2 separate regions of the Mus musculus genome follow, and region 1 is linked to region 2. A link is a contact called in public Micro-C data. All regions are on one chromosome and are shown on one strand. Each heading gives the region's core, a stretch centred on a gene start, on an enhancer-like site or on the middle of the called end of the contact. The rest is flanking DNA. Distances are from core to core; before and after follow the strand shown.

What was found. A called contact is a pair of places that touch in the nucleus more often than the background predicts.
Region 1: a Micro-C map of trophoblast stem cells shows a contact between it and region 2, with 3 times the contacts expected there. The contact joins the enhancer-like site here to the promoter of Tbl2 in region 2. A contact is called at or near these places in 4 of 39 promoter capture datasets (embryonic stem cells, hippocampal neurons, liver and 1 more), 1 of 15 datasets of contacts at CTCF or cohesin (stem cell-derived epiblast-like cells), 5 of 484 Hi-C or Micro-C datasets (bone marrow, cerebral cortex, embryonic stem cells and 2 more), 5 of 115 datasets of contacts at active chromatin or transcription factors (double positive thymocytes, embryonic limb bud, embryonic stem cells and 1 more) and 3 of 9 other capture datasets (adipose tissue, liver and pancreatic islet).

The regions. Positions count from the first base shown.
Region 1 is chr5:135,275,543-135,278,499 of GRCm38.p6, reverse strand. No RefSeq gene overlaps it. Among named protein-coding and RNA genes, the nearest start is that of Fzd9, 26 kb to the right of the region's middle. Within about 2 kb of position 1,584, at least 47 of the 459 cell types and tissues checked have an H3K27ac peak or open chromatin away from gene starts, as enhancers often do. A contact at or near this core is called in stem cell-derived neural progenitor cells and trophoblast stem cells, where this site is marked.
Region 2 is chr5:135,148,404-135,151,296 of GRCm38.p6, reverse strand. It overlaps Tbl2 (transducin (beta)-like 2), which reads right to left and starts at 1,611. Exons shown (of 7, transcript NM_013763.3): 1 at 1,433-1,611. The coding sequence starts at 1,559.

The DNA.
Region 1 (2,957 bases), core at 335-2,834, 130 kb before region 2:
GCATTAGCTCTCCTTCCAAAGGACCGGGGTTCGGTTCCCAGCACCCATGTGGCAGCTCACAACTCTGTGGGCACCAGGCACACATGTGATAGGTACACACACATACATGCATCCCTAATACCTGTACACAACCGTACACAAAAAATAAAAATAAAAAAAATTTAAAAACCCAAACAAAAGGAAAAGTCAAAGCCTGAGCATGATGGTGCACACCTTTAATCTCAGCACTAGGAGGGGCAGGGATATCTCTGTAAGTTTGGGGTCAGCCTGGTCTACATCATTCCAGGACAGCCAGGGCTATGTAGAGAGACCCTGTCTCAACAAACAAACACAATGTCAAACAAACAAAATATCAAAACTAGAAAATCACACAGTTTGCAGGGGATTAAATGGAGATTCTGGGCCCCAGCCGGTGAACTATCAGGCCACCAAGGTGTAGGAAAGAAATTTCGCGTCCAATGGCCCAGGCCACCAAGGCAAGTGATTCAGCTAAGAGCCTCCCTTCTATTTACAGTTCTTTGTCTCTCTTTCGTGTGTTTGTCTGTGAGGAAGCTCCACATAGCTCTTGTGAAGCCAGAGGACAAAAATCAGTCCTCCCTCCCACCCTGGGGGCTCCAGGAATCGAACTCTGGTCCTCTAGCTTGGTGGCCTGCGGAGCCATCTCATTGCCTCAAGTCCTTTCTTTTTTTCTTTCCCTTCCATCCCTCGTTCCCCCCTTTTTCTCTTTTGAATGTGTGGTGTACATGTGTGTACATGTCAGTTATTATAGGGTGTGCATCGTGTGCATGCCTGGAGACCAGAAGTCTCAGGGCACGGTGTCTCCCCAGCCACTCTCTGTTTTATTTTTTATTTTTTTTAAAGATTTATTAATTTATTATATGTAAGTACACTGTAGCTATCTTCAGACACTCCAGAAGAGGGAGTCAGATCTTGTTACAGGTGGTTGTGAGCCACCATGTGGTTGCTGGGATTTGAACTCCTGACCTTCGGAAGAGCAGTCGGGTGCTCTTACCCACTGAGCCATCTCACCAGCCCCTCTGTTTTATTTTTAATTCCGTTTGTGTGTGTGTGTGTGTGAGAGAGAGAGAGAGAGAGACAGAGAGAGAGACAGAGACAGAGACAGAGAGACAGAGAGAGACAGAGACAGAGAGACAGAGAGAGACAGAGAGACAGAGACAGAGACAGAGACAAAGATACAGACAGGGAGAGAGAAAATGCGCACAATTGAGAGAGACCGCGAGCGCAGGCACATGAGCGGTGGTCAAAGGGCAACTTGGAGCTGTTTTATTTGGTTTTGATTGCTTGCTTGTGTTTTCCTTTCTCTATGTGGGTCTCTAAGGTTCTCTCCACTTGTCAGCCTGGGTCTCCTAAATGAACTTGGAGCTCTCACCCTTCTGTCCTTCTGTCTCTGCCTCCCCAGTTCTAGGCAAACAGACACCCCAGCTTTCAAACGAGTGCCAGGGATAACCAAACGCAGATCCTCAGGCTTTTTCAGCAAGTGCTTCACCCGCCGAGCCATCTTGCCCCGAGAGCCCTGTCCTGTCCCCTCCAACCAGACACAACTGGTTGGAGGCCTGGCTCTAGCCGCTGGGAGCCAAACGGGCTTCATGGACGAGCCACTCTGCACCTACAGGACAGCCGCAGTGTGTGCGGAGGATAGAGCATCGCGGCGGTGACACTGAGCTAGGTACTCACCCTCCCTACCCGGTCTCCCACCCCCATCCCTCAGGGGCGAAGGCTCCTGCGTCGCCTGCGATTCCGTCGCCGTCAGCAGAAAGTGTCGTGGCGCCAGCGCGGGGCGGCGGGACCGCGGACTGGAGCGTGGCCGGCGCTGTGCGGGTTCGGATCCGCCTGCATTTGTGTTGGCAGCGGCCCGGGGCACAAGGCCTGGGCGATGAAAGGGGCCTCTGTCTGCACTCGCCGTGCCCCGCTCACTTTACTCTTAACAGAGCTTGGAAGCTTTCCTCCTCTTTCCCAAAATACACGTGCGTGCGTGGAGTGTGTGTGTGGAAAAAAAAAAAAAAAAAAAACACTCACAGCGAAGGTTATGTCCTGGCCCAGGCACAGGAAATGTGAACCCCAGGGGCAGAGGAGGAGAAAAAAAGAAAATAAAGCGTTTCTTCCTGGGCAGGGTGGCTGCTCCCTCTAGTCTCTGAGGGAAGGTCGGGAGACATTTTTCCAACACCCCACTGTCATTATCCCAGGAGACATGGGCTCTTCGTCAACCTAAATGGATGATGAAGTGGGCGCTGCCTTGTCAGCAATGCTGTCACCAAATGTGCCCAGAGGGACCCTGCCAAGCATAAGGATGGAGACAAGCCGATCCCTGGTACTCAGTGACCAGCCAACCTATCATCTAGTGAATAGCAGGTTCCATGAGAAAGCTCATCTCATAAACTGAGGAGGAGGGCCTGGCAAGATGGCTTTGTGGGTAAAAGTGGCTGCTGCCAAGTGTGACCATCCGAGTTCGATCCCTGGGCTACACTACACAGGGTGGGAGTCGAGAAAGCACAAGCTGACCTCTGACCCCCACACTCCCCCATACACATACAAATGAATGTAATTTAAACATAACTAAAAAGAAAGCAGAGAGCAGTGGAGGAAGACACCTGGGACTGACCTCTGGTACCCCTGGACCATGAACTCTGATCTTCCATCCCTACTTCCTGAGTGCACACACCGAAGCCTGGCTTTATATAGTGCTGGGACCAGACCCCAGGGCTCCCTGTAAAAAAAAATTTTTTTTTTTTTTTTTTGGTTTTTCTAGACAGGGTTTCTCTTTTATAGCTCTAGCTGTCCTGGAGCTCACTTTGTAGACCAGGCTGGCCTCGAACTCAGAAATCTGCCTGCCTCTGCCTCCCGAGCACTGGGATTAAAGGCGTGCACCACCACACCCGGCGAAAAAAAATTTTTTTAAAGACAAGGTCTCAGATAGCCCAGGCTAGCCTTAAAACCCC
Region 2 (2,893 bases), core at 362-2,861:
GTTAGGTAGCAGTAGATGCTCCCTAATTCTTACAGGAATTAAAACTTATTATTGAACTTGCTCATGGTGACCTTCAGCGTTAAACCAGATGCTGGACTGCTATTCTTTCAGCACTGGGATAAAATGCAGTGCCTCCGGTATCACAGGCAAGAGTTCTAACCCTGAGCTCTGTTCCTGACCCCTCACTAGGGGAATCCTAGGCAGGCGGTCTATGGCCGCACCATGTCCAAGCAGCCTCCAAGTGTTTCTGGAATCCCTTGTCTTCTTGAGTTTTGCTGCTGATAGAACTGTCTTTCTTGCAGGGCGATGGTGGCGCACGCCTTTAATCCCAGCACTTGGGAGGCAGAGGCAGGTGGATTTCTGAGTTCGAGGCCAGCCTGGTCTACAAAGTGAGTTTCAGGACAGCCAGGGCTACACAGAGAAACCCTGTCTCGAAAAACCAAAAAACCAAAACCAAAACAAAAACAAACAAACAAAAAAACCCAACAACAACAACAACAACAAAAAAAAAAAACCCTGTCCCGAAAAAACAAAACAAACAAAAGAACCTTCTTTCTTCCTTGGCCTCCCAGGCAAAATCCTACACTGGCATCCCTGAACAACTCACATCACAGATTTGGGGGTGTAGATCCGTGGAACAGCACTTGCTTGAGCCTCTGGGTTTCACCTACCCAGCACCTCACAAGGCTAGGTATGGGGAGCACACACACACTTGTATACTCCAATGCTCCCGAGACTGAGGCAGTAATAACCAGAGCTCAAGGCCAGTTTGGACAACATTGTGAAACCATGTCTCAGAAACTCACAATGGGTTCCCTACCCTCTCTGAAGAGTTCCCGGAATCCCCAACTTTTATTCCCTAAAAAATAAATAAATAAAAGCAGCAAGACCATTCATACTCTCGATCCTTTTATAGTATTAACTCCTTTGTGAAATTTAATACAATGTCTATTTCGCTTGCCTTTTCAGATGCTTACAATTTAGATCTACAGTGTAGACCACACTTTTACAAGCTTCTCGGTTACTGAACGTATTAAAAAGACCTCGAAGCTAGGTATAGGTAACAGGAGTTCAGAAAACGTTCCTGCCGGTCAGAGTTGGCTGAAGAGTATTTTCAAATGACCCCCATTTTCTAAGAACACGAACACATAGCAAACCTGGGGTCTGACTGAGCTTTCGTAGCAGCTCCGGGGACATAGGTGGTGGTGGTGGTGGGAGGTGTCCCAGGAAAAGTCACCGACCACGTAGCAGCGCAGCTCCCAGGTTCCAAAGAATCTTGTCCCTGGGGTGCACCTGCAACCCGAAACCTACACGGGAAAGTTCATCTCACAACCAGGGAAACTGAGGTCCGTGACTCTCCACGCTCCTCGTACCACGCGGCGGCCGGGAGCAAAGTCCCCAGAGTCACCGCCACCCGACCCGGTATACTTACAGACGGGCTGGCTGGGCTTCTCCTCGGCCCGCAGCCAGCCCCGCGCCACAGCCGCCGTGGCCACCAAGGCCAGCAGACCCACCAGGAGGGACAACCCCATCAGCTCCGGCATCTGCGGCAGCTCCATGACTGCGGGACAGCTGCCACCTCAGCCTACGACGCCGGCGTCCTCACGTCTCGGCGCACGAGGGGGCGGGGGAGGACAGTTGGCGCGCCTCGAGGGGCGGGGCTGGCCAGCGTTGGCCTCTTTGGGGCGTGGCTTGGTCCCAAGCGCACCTCGGAAGGCGGGACCTAGTCGTTACGATGCCCTATGGGAAGCGACCTGGCCGTTGGAGCGCTCTGCAGGGCGGAGGTTGGCCTCTTGAGCGCCTTGAGGGCGGGGCCTGGCCGTTAGCGGGCGCTGTGAGGCGGGGCCTGGCAGTTGGAACTCTATAAGGGCGGAGCCTGGGACGTGCGCGCCTCGAGGGGCGGGCCAGAAGGTTCCGTTCCCTGTGGGGCAGGGCCTGTCCGTTGGCGCGCTTGGAGGGACTGGGGACAGTTGCAAGTACTGTGGAGCGGCGATTGGCCTTTGGGGCGTCGTGAGGAGCCAATCTTGACGGTTTTCGTCTTTTGGGGTGGAAGAACTGGTAGTCTGAGTGTTAGGAGGAGCAAGACCTGGCCGTTGACACGACCTGAGGGGCGGGACTTAGCTGCTCGTGCTGGAGGCGGAACCTCGCGCGTTTGAGTGCTCACGTGCTCTGAGAGGTGGGGCCTGGATTTTTGAATCCCCCTTGGGGCCGGGTCTTCCGTCTGAGTTTATGAGGGGCGGGGCTTAGCTTTTGACCTGAAGAGGCAAGGCCTGGCTATTGGACTGGTTTTTGAGGGGCGGGGCCCAACGGTGAACAGCTTTGATTGAAGCTGTCTGCAAGAAGTTTTTCGGTAGCGGACTCAGACGGTCCAGCTCTCACCTCATCTTGATCGTTTATTAGAAGTTTTATTGCAGCATCGCCAAACTGGATCCTTCCAAGGGGCAGGGCAGAGGTTCTTATTCCCATTTGACCCGTGCTTTCGCTGCTGGGGAAGAGAGATGCCCTGTCCGTTGGTATGGGACAGCCTCGCAAAGCCCAAAGCGAGGGTGTCGTGGAGAGGTTGTGAATATTAGAAAAAGAAACGGCTAGAAAGGTCGGAAAGAACTGGAGATCCTAGAACACTGGTTTCATCAGACCACGCTAGTTATCATAGGAAGGCCCGGAGCAAAATCCATGGAGTATTTTGAACAAAGACTGAAGGTAGAAAGCAAACCAGGGAGATCACTTATTAATTCTGTACAAGAACGTGGGTTCGATTCCCCAGCGATGCGGAGAGAAACAACAAAACCAAAACTTACAATCATGTTGTGGCTAGGGATGTAACTCCATTGGAAGAGTATTTGACTAGCTTGCAGAAAGCTGAGTTCCTTCAGCAACCCATAAACCCGGTGTA